2 separate regions of the Mus musculus genome follow, and region 2 is linked to region 1. Evidence: chromatin contacts called from public HiChIP or PLAC-seq data. All regions are on one chromosome and are shown on one strand. Each heading gives the region's core, a stretch centred on a gene start, on an enhancer-like site or on the middle of the called end of the contact. The rest is flanking DNA. Distances are from core to core; before and after follow the strand shown.

Region 1 (5,963 bases), core at 2,177-4,676:
GCGAAATAGTGAGATGCTGCCCATGAGACCTAACCCTCAATGTACCCCGGCATAATTTCAGGAGGGTCAGACACCAAGTCCAGTGGCCTCAGGGGGGAGGGAGTGGCTAAAGGGGTCTGGAGAGGGAGTCCTCTGTGCCCCGAGTAGGAGACTCACTTCAGGTACCCATGGCTCTGGCTGGGGGAATGGGGTAAGGCAGGGGAAGCAGTGGGCTTCTATCCTGTGTCTTGGTCTTTGGCAAGGGCACCGAGGCCCCCTTTTTCCTCCCTAGACCCCTGCTTCCTCTACCAGATCCTCCCCCAAGCTCTTCTGGACTGGCATCCGCTCTTCTGCAGTGACTTGGGAAGGGCAGCCCACAGGAGAATGCTGATTTGTCTTTGCTTGGTCCCTGCCACCTCCTCTTGTTTTTTAGAGACATACTGGGGTCCTGTGGAAGAGAAAGGAGGAGAGCAGGACAGTTGGTGTGCTGTGGTCTTAGCCTGTGCCGCTCACCAGTTCTCTGTTGCAATCCCCTTTTGTTCTTTGCTTTGCTCAGTTTCTAGGAGACACAGGACTCAGCTTCTCTTGAGCAAGGCTCAGATGGCAGCCTTAGCTTGTTTAATCAACTGTGCTTTTTCAAACATCCTAGAGTGGGTTGCAGTAGAGTCTCATGATGCCCACTGTGTGACAGACAACTTAGTTGCATTCAGGAAGCTGAGCTTACAGTGAAAAGGCCTCTCTGTGCCTTTGGAAAGCTGGCTGAATAGAAGACAATGACCTTGTAAAACTAGTGGGTCATACATGTGGTTGTAGCAGAGCAGGGAGGCAGCTTTCGAGCTAGGTGGAGAGCCTCCTGAGCCTGTGGATGGAGCCACTGCTACCATTTAGCAGAAGAGGAAGCAAAAGATTGAAGGTTTTCTCAGGTGCCACGATGGAGGAACAAAAGACTTGGCAGGTGTCACCCAATTGTCTAGGCTCATGGCACTGTGTCTCGTCTTTCTGGCACCTGTGAGGGCAGAACTGTCTTTGGGTCCCAACCCTCCTAAGCATGGGAGGTTGTGGGTATAAAGTGGATTCTCTTCCTTCCCATTAGGGGCTCCAAGGCCTTTGCTCAGGCTGCTGCTGTACTTAGAGGTTCCTAGGAGTTGTTCCTGAGCTGCCGCCCACTCAGCACACCGGCAGGTGGGAGACACTGGAAAATAAGCCCAGTAGTCAGGCAACCAGGCCCCTGTCTCACAACTTGAGTTGGTTAGAATGGAATGGGCACTGCAATGCCTGCTGGAACTCTTTGGTTCCATTGGAGAGAGAGGCAGCTTGCTGGGGGTGAGGGGGCAGGGTAGGGGTAGGGAGCAGGACCGGCACTGGCTGAGGGGTTGCTCCTCAGGTTCCTCCAGACTTAGGCACTGACCCAGGCCACGTGTGGACATGTGTCCTGCAGGTTGTACTTTCTCCAGCTGGCCCTATGGCGGAGGCTAGGCCAGCTGAGCTGCATGTCCAGACCTGCTCTGAAACTGCGCTCCTGGCTGCTGACCATCCTCTACTACCTCCTGCCCTTCCGTGTGCTCAGGCCCCACAGCCAGGTGGGATGGAGGCCCCTGAGCAGGGTAAGTGTAAATAGGCCTCCTGGCCATGATCCTCCCTAGAGAGGCCTGAAGGGGAAGCACAGAGAAGGAAACAACTTATCAGAGACCGCACTCATGAATAATATGTGTGAGAAGGTTGTTTGGTTGGCAGCCCTGTGACAGTTCAGAACTCGCTGGTTTTGTCAATCAGAAAACAATGCCACTGGTTTCCACATGCAGAAGAAAACAGGTGATTGCAAGAAAAAGACCAAGCAGAGTCTAGCCAGCAGAGGGTGGTTTAGGAAGCTGTAGCCAGGCTGGGCCTGTTAGTTGGAGTACATGCTTGAGGTGAGGACTGCACAGGCAGCATCTCAGGCAGGCCCTGGCCAGCAGGTACCGGAAGGTTCTCTCTCACTCAGCTTCTTGACAGACTGACTCCAAAAAGGAAGCCCTGCTTCTAGGACACTGGTAGCCTAGGTAGGCACCACAAAAGCCCAAGGAAGTATACTAGACACTAGAGCATAGCCTGGGGCCACTTGATGGTATTGCTCTGTCCAAGTCACTAAACATCAGTCAGAAGACACTGACTTAGTGTGGGAAGGTCTGTTGAAACTTGGTAAAATTACTTTACTCCTAAGGGAGTTGGTGCTGTTGGTGCAGCAGTGGTGGCAGATGCTCAAGTGCTCTGCAGGACCCTCTGGCCTGAAAGTGGGACTAGTACCTACCTCCTGGTGCTCTGTACTAGACAGGTGACAGAGAGCTTCCTCCTGCCTCTGTGGAGAGCCCATGGGCTTGCTCAGGTGCATATGTGGCAGGGTGATGTATATCTGGGAGTGAAAACACCATCCTTGCTTCCTTTTGAAGAGGATGCTCAGGACTGTAGGGCTGCCCTTGGGAGCCTGATGCCTTCTTGAGTGGTCTGGAATGTGGGCAGTTAGCTGGCACAAGGGCAGCATGCCTCTTGGTGGTCTTTCAAGCTTGCACCAGGTCTGTTTCTGTCCTCATCTTCCATTTGTAAGAACCAAGGCTATACAGCCCAGTCTCCACCTCTGGGATTAAGGCAGCTGCTCTTTGACCTTTGTGTGCTATAGCAAAAATGATACAGGCTACATGTATATCCAGCCTTGTTTTGAGTATTTGGTGAGCAGTCTGGTTCCTTCTGAGAAACAGCCACCTCACAAACCAGCCTGAACACTTGGGCCTTCGTGGTGGCGTCTGTAGAGTTTCTTTCTCTCTCACTCATGTGGGGATGGGGGTTTGGAGTGTATGAAAGTACTCAAATATGTGACCAACTCAGCCTCCTGCACTGTGGTCTACAGGTGTTCCTGTATAAAACTGTGCCAACTCGTTTGCTGTCACGTGCCTGTGGTCGCCTCAACCAAGTAGAACTTCCTTACTGGCTCCGGAGGCCAGTCTACAGCCTGTATATCTGGACCTTTGGGGTGAACATGACTGAGGCTGCAGTGGAGGACCTGCACCACTACCACAACCTCAGCGAGTTCTTCTGGCGTAAGCTGAAGCCTCAGGCACAGCCTGTCTGCGATTTGCACTGTGTGGTAAGGCCTGGCTCTTGTCTCCATTCTTCATTAGGAAATGAAACCCTTGTCTGCCTTTAAGCCAGGCTTAGCAGCACCGCATGGCCGTGGCACTCCGGGAGGCTCCCTCCTGACCTGGACTGGAGCTCCCTGAGGACTTGGCAGGTGGTAGAGTTTGGGGAGCCACTGAAGGTGAGGACTTCCCCCTCCTTACCATCAAAACTCTGTCTCCTCCAGACCAGCCCATCAAATGGCAAGATCCTCACCTTTGGGCAGGTGAAGAACTCTGAGGTGGAGCAGGTAAAGGGCGTAACCTACTCCTTGGAGTCCTTCCTGGGCCCTCGAGCCAGTACAGAAGACCTGCCCTTCCCTCCAGGTGGGTCATTGCTTAGTCAGTACCACGGCACTCAGGTCGAGTCAGTTTGTCAGGCAGGGATGCCTAAAAGCTGCTCATGAAGCAAAAAGAGTTTCACGGAAACTCGCTCCTGGAGTCTGGCGTGCTCTCTAAATTTTCCATTCCCGCGTTAGTCTAGTGGATGGATCCTTGTGCTCTCTTTATTATAAGTGCCTTTTAAGATTGAATTCTGACATAGCTAAAGCCTTCTGCCAGTGTTCCAACAGTCCTAGAACGTCCTTGAGCTAGACAGTGACATTCAGAATAGCCTCTGGTATTACACTATTAATAAAAGCCAAGTAGCTCCCATATACAGGAATTTACAATGGTTTAGGAAGTAGATCGGGCTGTGGTTTTAGAGTATTGCATTATTCATGAGATGGTTAGCTAGAACAGAACTCCCTAGTTAGAACCATGACTTGGGTGTAAAAGCCCTTGCCCTAGGAGAGTAAAGACCTCACACCTGGCTTCTAGACTATCTCTGAGTTACACCCATACACAAGTATTTACAATGGCCTAAGGGGAAGGTGGACTATACAATAGACTAAAATAGGAACTATGGCAAGGGCATGAAGCCCTTGACCCTGGCTTCTAAGATTAAGTGAATCTTAGGTGGAGCCCTTTTTGATCCCAGTTGTTAACAATGAATTCTATCCCAGGTGGTTCCTGTTAGACCTTCTGTGTTTACATTCCTCTGTTTTATGTAAGAATCCAGTAACCTCTTTGTACCTTTCGAGTGTGTCACCCAATTTCCTTATTGTCTTCTGTATAAAAAGTGTGATGCTCGATTTGACATTACATTCAGATCCAACACAAACTCTCCTGTGTGTGTCTGTTTGTTACTCATCCGACGTTTTGCCCACCCGAGACGAGAGACCCGTTCCACGCAGACAAAGGGGCCCAGAGGGTCTGCGGCAAGTCAGGATTGGAGCTGGGGTAGACAGCAAAGGCTAGTAACAAAAGGCATAGGGGGCTGAGGGAATAAAGGCTGGGCAAGCTTTGGGGCAGCAGGCTGCTATGTAGCCAAAAGTCATTATTGGAGCCCCCAGCTAGGCTACATGCAGGCCATGTACAGGTGCTCACTGTGGGATGAATGGCACCTGGAGCTTGTCCAAAAGCCAGGCCTTCTTTCTGTCCCACCCAATAGCTTCCTCCAGTGACTCCTTCAGAAACCAGCTGGTCCCCCGAGAAGGGAATGCGCTCTACCACTGAGTCATCTACCTGGCCCCAGGAGACTACCACTGCTTCCACTCCCCCACTGACTGGACCGTCTCACATCGGTGCCACTTCCCAGGTCTGCCCAGGGGTGGGCATTAGAGGCCCTTGGCCTTTTGACTTGGGAGGACTGGGCTTGAGGCTGGTGTCGTCAAGGCCAGGAGAGGACTTCTTGAGGTGGCTGGCTATAGGCGAGGGTATCTGGGGTCCTGCTTAGAATTTGGAACGCTTGGCCTGTGAGTCCCTGTGGCTCTTCGGCCATTCTGATGTGAACATGTCAGGGGCTGAGCAGAAAGTAGCATATTCTCTTGTCTCTTCAGGTTCCCTGATGTCAGTGAACCCTGGCATGGCCCGATGGATCAAAGAGCTCTTTTGTCACAAAGAGTCCTAACTGGAGACTGGAAACATGGGTTCTTCTCGTTGACAGCAGTGGGAGCCACCAATGTGGGCTCTATCCGTATCCACTTTAACTGAGTGAGCAAAGCCCACAGGCTAAATCTCTTGGGTCCAACCACTTCATTTGCTGTACAGCATTACCTTTGGGCTTATACATTTTGTAGTGCGGGAGGGATGTTCTAGCTCTGACCAGGCTGGGCTCTGCAGACACCCATACCAGCTCAGCCTCCCTCTCCCTGTTGCCCAATCTGTGGCCATTCACCTGCCTGAACCAATCCCACATCCTAACACACTACTTCTGCCAGGATCCCTGATCAGAGGCAAGGATGGAGCCTGCAGGAGGGTAGAGTTGACTTGGGTGAGAAAATCTGGTACCCACTCTGCCTTTTTAGGTTTTAATGGCTGCTGCTGGCACTAGCCTTTCAGCGTTTATATCTGACCCCCGCTCCTCCTTGTCAAAGTCACAGCTGATACTGGGAGTGTTGATTAGTTAGGCCTTTGCCCTGAGAGGCTTGTCTCTGCCACCTGGGCTGGGCAGGGTTGAAGACAGGCAAGAAGGCTAATTAGCTTTTTCCTTCTTGCTCCTAGGACCTGCACACAAACAGCCCCAGGTACAGCAAGGGCTCCTACACACACGCCAACAAGGAGGGCATTCCCATGCGCAAGGGTGAGCCCCTGGGCGAGTTCAACCTGAGCTCCACCATCGTGCTCATCTTCGAGGCACCCAAGGACTTCAACTTGAGGCTGAAGGCAGGACAGAAGATCTGCTTTGGGGAAGCACTGAGCTCCCTTAGTCCTCTTGGTTGTGGCTGCCAAAGGATCTTTCCACACAGGAGCATGAGGGTCTTCAGCGGAGCCCCAGGATGTCTAGGTGAGGGGCAC
Region 2 (5,963 bases), core at 1,424-3,923, 130 kb before region 1:
TTAACTCAGATTTCAGCCAGACATACATTGTTTTGTTTTTAACTTGATACTGCTGGCTAACTGTGTGAAAAGTTTGAGAAAGGTTTAAGGTTACACTATACTTTTAAAAGCCTATGTCTATTAAGCCACTGAAATAGTGAAGAATGAGTCACACTGTTCAATAAGCAAATAAAACAGAAAATATAAATATTGCCAGGTTTTTTTTTTTTTTGGAGGGGGGTGGGGGTGGTAGTGGTAGAGGAGGAACACGACAGAGTAAATGAAAACAGACATGGCTGCACAGTTTTATAGAGCACTAAGTCCTCTCCACCTTTACAAACCTGTACTCTTTCCCTTTCATTCTGGAGAATCAAACCCAGAGCTATGTACATACTAGGCACTTCACCACTGAGCTCCCAGCTCATCAACTAAAGGCTGCTTGTTGGAATCTAACAATAACTACTTGATTTTCTTTGCACATTCCATTAGCTCAAGTGTTGAGCTCAAGTTTGGTCATCACTTGAAAGTATTTTCATCTGAAAAGGTGGGTGGTATAGACCAACCTATGTTCTAGGAGGTCAATTTATATGGGTTTTAAATAGTTAACTAGTTTAGTACTGGGCTGTCATGAATGTGGTCTCTGCTGCCCCTCAAAATATTTTGAGGTACTTCAGACTTTTTAAGAAAAACTTCTGGCCAGGCAGTGGCAGCACACACCTTTAATTCTGGAAGCAGAGGCCAGCCTGGTCTTTAGACTGAGTCCCTGGCCAGCCAGGGCTACACAGAGAAACCCTGTCAGGAAAACCCATAACAGTCTGGACACAGACACACACTGGTGAGAGGATGGTGCCAAGACACAACAGATGACAGCAGACAGCCACCAGCATGAGGAATCTGCAACTCCCAAGATAGCTCAGGGACTCCTGAGCACTGTCGGAAGGAGCAGGAGAGGGCTTTGTCTCCAGAGCCTTCAGGAAAGGCAGGGCTTTGCTGGCACACCACCCCAACTGCTACTTCCTGCTATTTGTTACAGCAGCTCAGGGTAATCAACATGGTCTACTTAATAGCACGCACATTTCAAAAGCACAGTTCTGAGGTGAGAGGCCTGAGTGGGAGAGGTCACACATGCAAACTGTAAGGGCACTGTCTCCTTTAAGAGGAACAGAGCTATCTGAACTGTGGGACCCTGTCTGTAGATAAACTGAGTACAATGCTTGCCACATAGGGATTAAAACTGTCTTTTTTCTCCAAGCCCTTCTCTGCCTGTAATGACAAAACTTACAGTCACAAACTATTGGGGCTAGCAACTGCGAGACTACCAGATCCACAAGAGGCCCCAGTAAAGCATTAGCACCCCTTGCAAGTCTTCAGTGATGACAGGGACACTACTGCTCCTTTCTAAAAGGCTCAAAGCCACATTCAAGCCACAGAGCAGCAGGTCTAGCTTACACAGCACATGGACGGAACTAGCCTTCAACACTGGAAAGGACAAGTCAGGTTTTACTATTACCACAGCTAACATAAGAACTGTCCTTCAGTGACATAGGAAATGCCCCATTATCAAAGCATAGCAAAGTAACATTTATTTCACGTAATAATCATAAAAATAACTGGATTTGCTAAGATTAGCAGAAACAAAGTTTACCTAACAAATGACACGAGCATGTCTTCTGAGGGGAAGACTGGGCAGTAGCACAGCCAATATTTCGTCACTGACTTGATGACTCTGGAAACTGTTGTCAGGACATGATGTAGACCAAGTTCATACGAGACTGGCTTGTTAACTTGATTATTTGAGGAATCCAGTAATGGTTTTTTGTTTGTTTTTTCGAGACAGGGTTTCTCTGCATAGCCCTGGCTGTCCTGGAACTCACTTTGTAGACCAGGCTGGCCTCGAATCAGAAATCTGCCTGCCTCTGCCTCCCGAGTGCTGGGATTAAAGGCGTGCGCCACCACGCCTGGCCCAGTTATGTATTTAAATAAGGTAAAATAACTGCAAATTAACCATCACTGCAAAGTACAAAGACTACTGTCTACACTGTGTGAATTCAAGCAGCAGGTAAGCATTAATAATTCCGAATGTACACAGTTACCCATTCAAAACCACAAGCACTTTGCTTAATCTAAGCTCAGTGGACTGTGAACAGCACGGTTTGATATAAGAAAACTAAATCCTGATTATAGACACAGTAACTAAAAGGCTGAGTTTTACAAGTGGTGGAACTCACATCCTCAATGCATATCTGCGTAAGTCCTCACTAGTTACAAAGCATCCATAAGGAGGAAAGGAAAATGAAAGAGAGCTTTCACATTTTATCTGTGAGCAAAGTGTTTTGTAAAAAAAACCTTATTTAGCGTTGGTGCAGTGTAAGTCTGCCTTCAGATCAGTTGAAAGAACATCACTTAAAAACCATCAAGTATATAGAGTGAGTTCTTACATATTGCAAAAGGAGGAATAGCAATGTACACGTGCGACCACAAAAGGGGAACTTCAGTGGCTAAGGCAACTGTAAATCCTAAATAGCCTGGCATTTGCTGAAGTGGAATACACTCATTCCTAAATCTGCTAACAGGATTTCAAACTTTGCTCAAAATCGTATTATGAGACTTAAGGAAGCCACTTACAACTGTGAGCTAAGTTTCTGTTAAGCAGAGCAGATACTACAAAGCCTACTTCCCAGGGTTGCATCACACCACGATGCAGTTACTCAGCTTCCCAGCACAGTGCAGGCGCTGAGTGCTACAGGTCTCTTCAGTGATGAAGACTGTTTAGCTGTGAAGAAGTTAAGGACTAGAGGTCCCGTACCTTGCCCAAAGACATTCTAGCAACTGTTAAGGCCAGTTTTTAAAACTGAACAGCATTAATTTTAAATTATTATTTTAAATGCATTATTTCAAAATGTGTTCCAAAATTGTTGGGTTTTGTCCCCACAGCCACCTTCTCTTTTCTTCAACTTATCATTCACAAAACAGAAAACTTAAAATAGTGCTTATTATCTGTTTTTGTTGTTGCTGTTGTTTTAAAGGCGTGGACTAGTTATGTGACTCCAGTTGAACTCAAGATCTTACTACTTCAGACTCCTGAGTGGCCTGTGTTCTACAACATTCCACAAGTATTAAAATGCTGGAAGCAGCCTAAAGACCAGGACAGAGAAACCAACCCACCTTCAGTGAAAGCCAGTTTTCAGTTGGCCTGCCCCACTATAGCCAGGACTGCTGGGAAAGGCAAAACCCATCCCAATAGAGGCAGAGAGGGCAGTAGACAGAGCATTTGTACTCAAGTCCCCTGTGTTCAGAAATTCTACTCTGGTGGATTCCAGCAATTTCAGATGAAAGTATTTGGGGAGTGGGGAGGAAAGCAAGGCTCCTACTGAACAGACAGACCCTATTCCCTTAACAACAGGGTGCAGTACCTAACAGCACTGTTATCACATCGGTCTTGGCATTAAAAGTAACCTCGAGATGACCTAATGTACACAGAAGGAATGAAGACTGAACTGAACCTTTGTGGATTCCAGTACCTGGGGGGGAAGTCCCTATAGACTGCCTCAAGGGACAATGTGCATAGCCATTAAACCACACATCTGGCCATGAGCAACTGTAGTCTCAGTTTACAGCCTAAAGCATCTAACATTTTATACAATTACACCTTCTTCCCCCTTCGATATAAAAGCAAAGAGAGAATGTCTGAGAAGGAGAGAGGGAGGGAAGGAAAGGAGCCTCCAGGTCTTTGTTCTCAATCGTTGATAATTTTTAGAACAAAGAAGGGTAAGGGGAGCTTAGTCTAAGCAAGGAGCCTAGAGAAACCACTGACTTGTGTTAGTTCCTCATGTACAGACCATCTATGTAGTCCTATTAATGGCATTGAGGCCAGTTTCTGACCAATTTAACAATTATAATCTGTCAAGATAAAGTAAAAACTTGAACTAGTCTATAAAGCCTGTGTAAGTAAAGAAAATGTTTCCTATAGTCATTTCATGGTTCTGTTTCCAGGTCTTTCTTGGTGCAATAGTTCACTTTTAAAGTATGAACTTAAACTATGATGACTACTCTACATTTTAGTCACCCTCCAGCATCAACTGGCAAAATGTATTGCTTTCTATACCACTATAGGTAATTCTATGAAACTAGAATATTTTATGTGACTCTGGTTGGACTTAGGAGCTTACTTCTTTCAGAATCCTGAGTGGCCTGTGTTCCACGGCATTCCACTAGTTAAGGTATTAAATGCTGGAAACAGTCTAAAGATCAGAATAGTAGAAAACAATTTCGAGAGTGCTGTGTGTAAACCAGGTATAGTGGCTAGTGAACACTTATATAAGAACAGGGCGGGGGTGGGGGTGGGGGATTGTCATGAGTTCAAGCCCAGCCTTAACTATCAGCGTGAGACCCTGACCTAACAACTAGAAGGGGAAGAAACATATTCAATATAGATTTGAAAGTAGGTAGGATTAAACAGTGGAAGGTGTGTCTACGGTAACTCATGCACACGTACCTATGGGTGTGTCATGAAGCCTCTTACAAGTCGGAGCCACACAATGACTGCTAACAGCTCCGAGAAAGTGGGGACCACAGGGAGCAGCACACTCAAATCACTTTGTGTGTGTACTGACATTAAATTGATCCTTCCTGTAAGTAAGCTGTGCTGGATCAGAGTATCATTGCTAATCTTTCATTAAATGATTGTTTTCCTTTAGACGTGACCTTCACACTTGTAGTGCCCACAGCTCACACAGTTTAAAAGATGCTGCATTTTATACAAAAGCCACAGCAAGAACACTTGGGAAGAACATAATCCTATGTCACACTGCAGCATCTGTGATTAAATAATTCAGTGCTTTATCTGCCTGCCTTAAAAATGATACATGCTCTCATCTTTATGCAGTATGTAAGCACAATACTTGTGTACAAAGGGAGAAATCTAAAAGGTGCTGAAATAGTTTACTAACACAGCACCTACTAAATAATGTCTTACTATTAATATAAAGGCACATAGGGTACAGCAAAAATATTTTAATTGAATATAAAATGTCTTGGTTCAAAGATCACGCATACCCATCTGAACACAGTGAGGAAAATATAATATCCTTGAAATCACGTGCTCAGAGTGGACGGGTGCTAGAATAGATGGGCAAGAAATGCATTCAATTCGCTCACTATAGTAATTCACACATGTTCACTAATCTGTCGACTGTCTACTTTGTATGTTCCCTTTTTCTTTGATTCTGTTCTGAGTTAGGAATTATTTTACAGTCATTGTATATTTTACTGGAAACATTTCCCATTTCTGAGTAGTATTGCTTGCAATTAACAGCATTTTATCCAATGAGATTCACTATTTTTAAGTTTTTTTTAGTACATATATACAATGGAATACTATTTATGAAAAACAAAGACTCGATGAGATAGATGGATCTTGAGAATATCATCCTGTGTGGGGTAATCCAGTCACAAAAGGGCATGCACCATATATATGTATTCCACTTATAAGTGGATATTAGCCATAAAATACAGGATACCCATGCTACGCTCCACAGATCCAAGGAGGCTGGAGAGAAAGGAGGGCACAAGCAAGGATGCTCAAGTCTCACTTGGAAGGGGGAATAAAATAGTCTTAAGAGGAAGATGGAGGGAGGGAACTGGGTGGAAGAGGAGATTGGGAGGGGAGTGTTGGTGGGGTTCAGAATCAGGTGTGGGGAGAGGTAGGGGGATTGCTGAATGGCCATGAGAATTAATGGAAATCTGCAACTGATGGGGGGGGGGGGTTGTTCCAGGAGGACACAGAGACCTGGGATAGAGGAGGTGCCCAAGAATCAATGGGGTGTCCTTGGCAGTGACTCACAGCACTGGGGACATGAAGCCTGAAGAGGCTGCCTCCTGTGGCCAGGCAAGAACCCCAGGGGAGTGATAGAAACACCAACCCACCCACAAAACTTTCAACCCCAAATATATCCTGTCTACAACAAATGCAGGCACAAGGGATG

Evidence for each region. HiChIP or PLAC-seq counts read pairs in DNA pulled down with a chosen protein or histone mark.
Region 2: a contact with region 1 is called in an H3K27ac HiChIP or PLAC-seq map of trophoblast stem cells, with 9 read pairs. The contact joins two enhancer-like sites. A contact is called at or near these places in 2 of 15 datasets of contacts at CTCF or cohesin (CD8 T cells and large pre-B cells), 34 of 484 Hi-C or Micro-C datasets (B cells, CD4 T cells, CD8 T cells and 24 more), 12 of 115 datasets of contacts at active chromatin or transcription factors (the 230-238 cell line, the HPC-7 cell line, the NIH/3T3 cell line and 8 more) and 1 of 9 other capture datasets (macrophages).

Annotation. Positions count from the first base shown.
Region 1 is chr17:3,076,489-3,082,451 of GRCm38.p6, reverse strand. It overlaps the pseudogene Pisd-ps2. Among named protein-coding and RNA genes, the nearest start is that of Gm25909, 22 kb to the right of the region's middle. Within about 2 kb of position 3,426, at least 17 of the 459 cell types and tissues checked have an H3K27ac peak or open chromatin away from gene starts, as enhancers often do. A contact at or near this core is called in trophoblast stem cells, where this site is marked.
Region 2 is chr17:3,201,696-3,207,658 of GRCm38.p6, reverse strand. No RefSeq gene overlaps it. Among named protein-coding and RNA genes, the nearest start is that of Gm34035, 79 kb to the left of the region's middle. Within about 2 kb of position 2,673, at least 58 of the 459 cell types and tissues checked have an H3K27ac peak or open chromatin away from gene starts, as enhancers often do. A contact at or near this core is called in trophoblast stem cells, where this site is marked.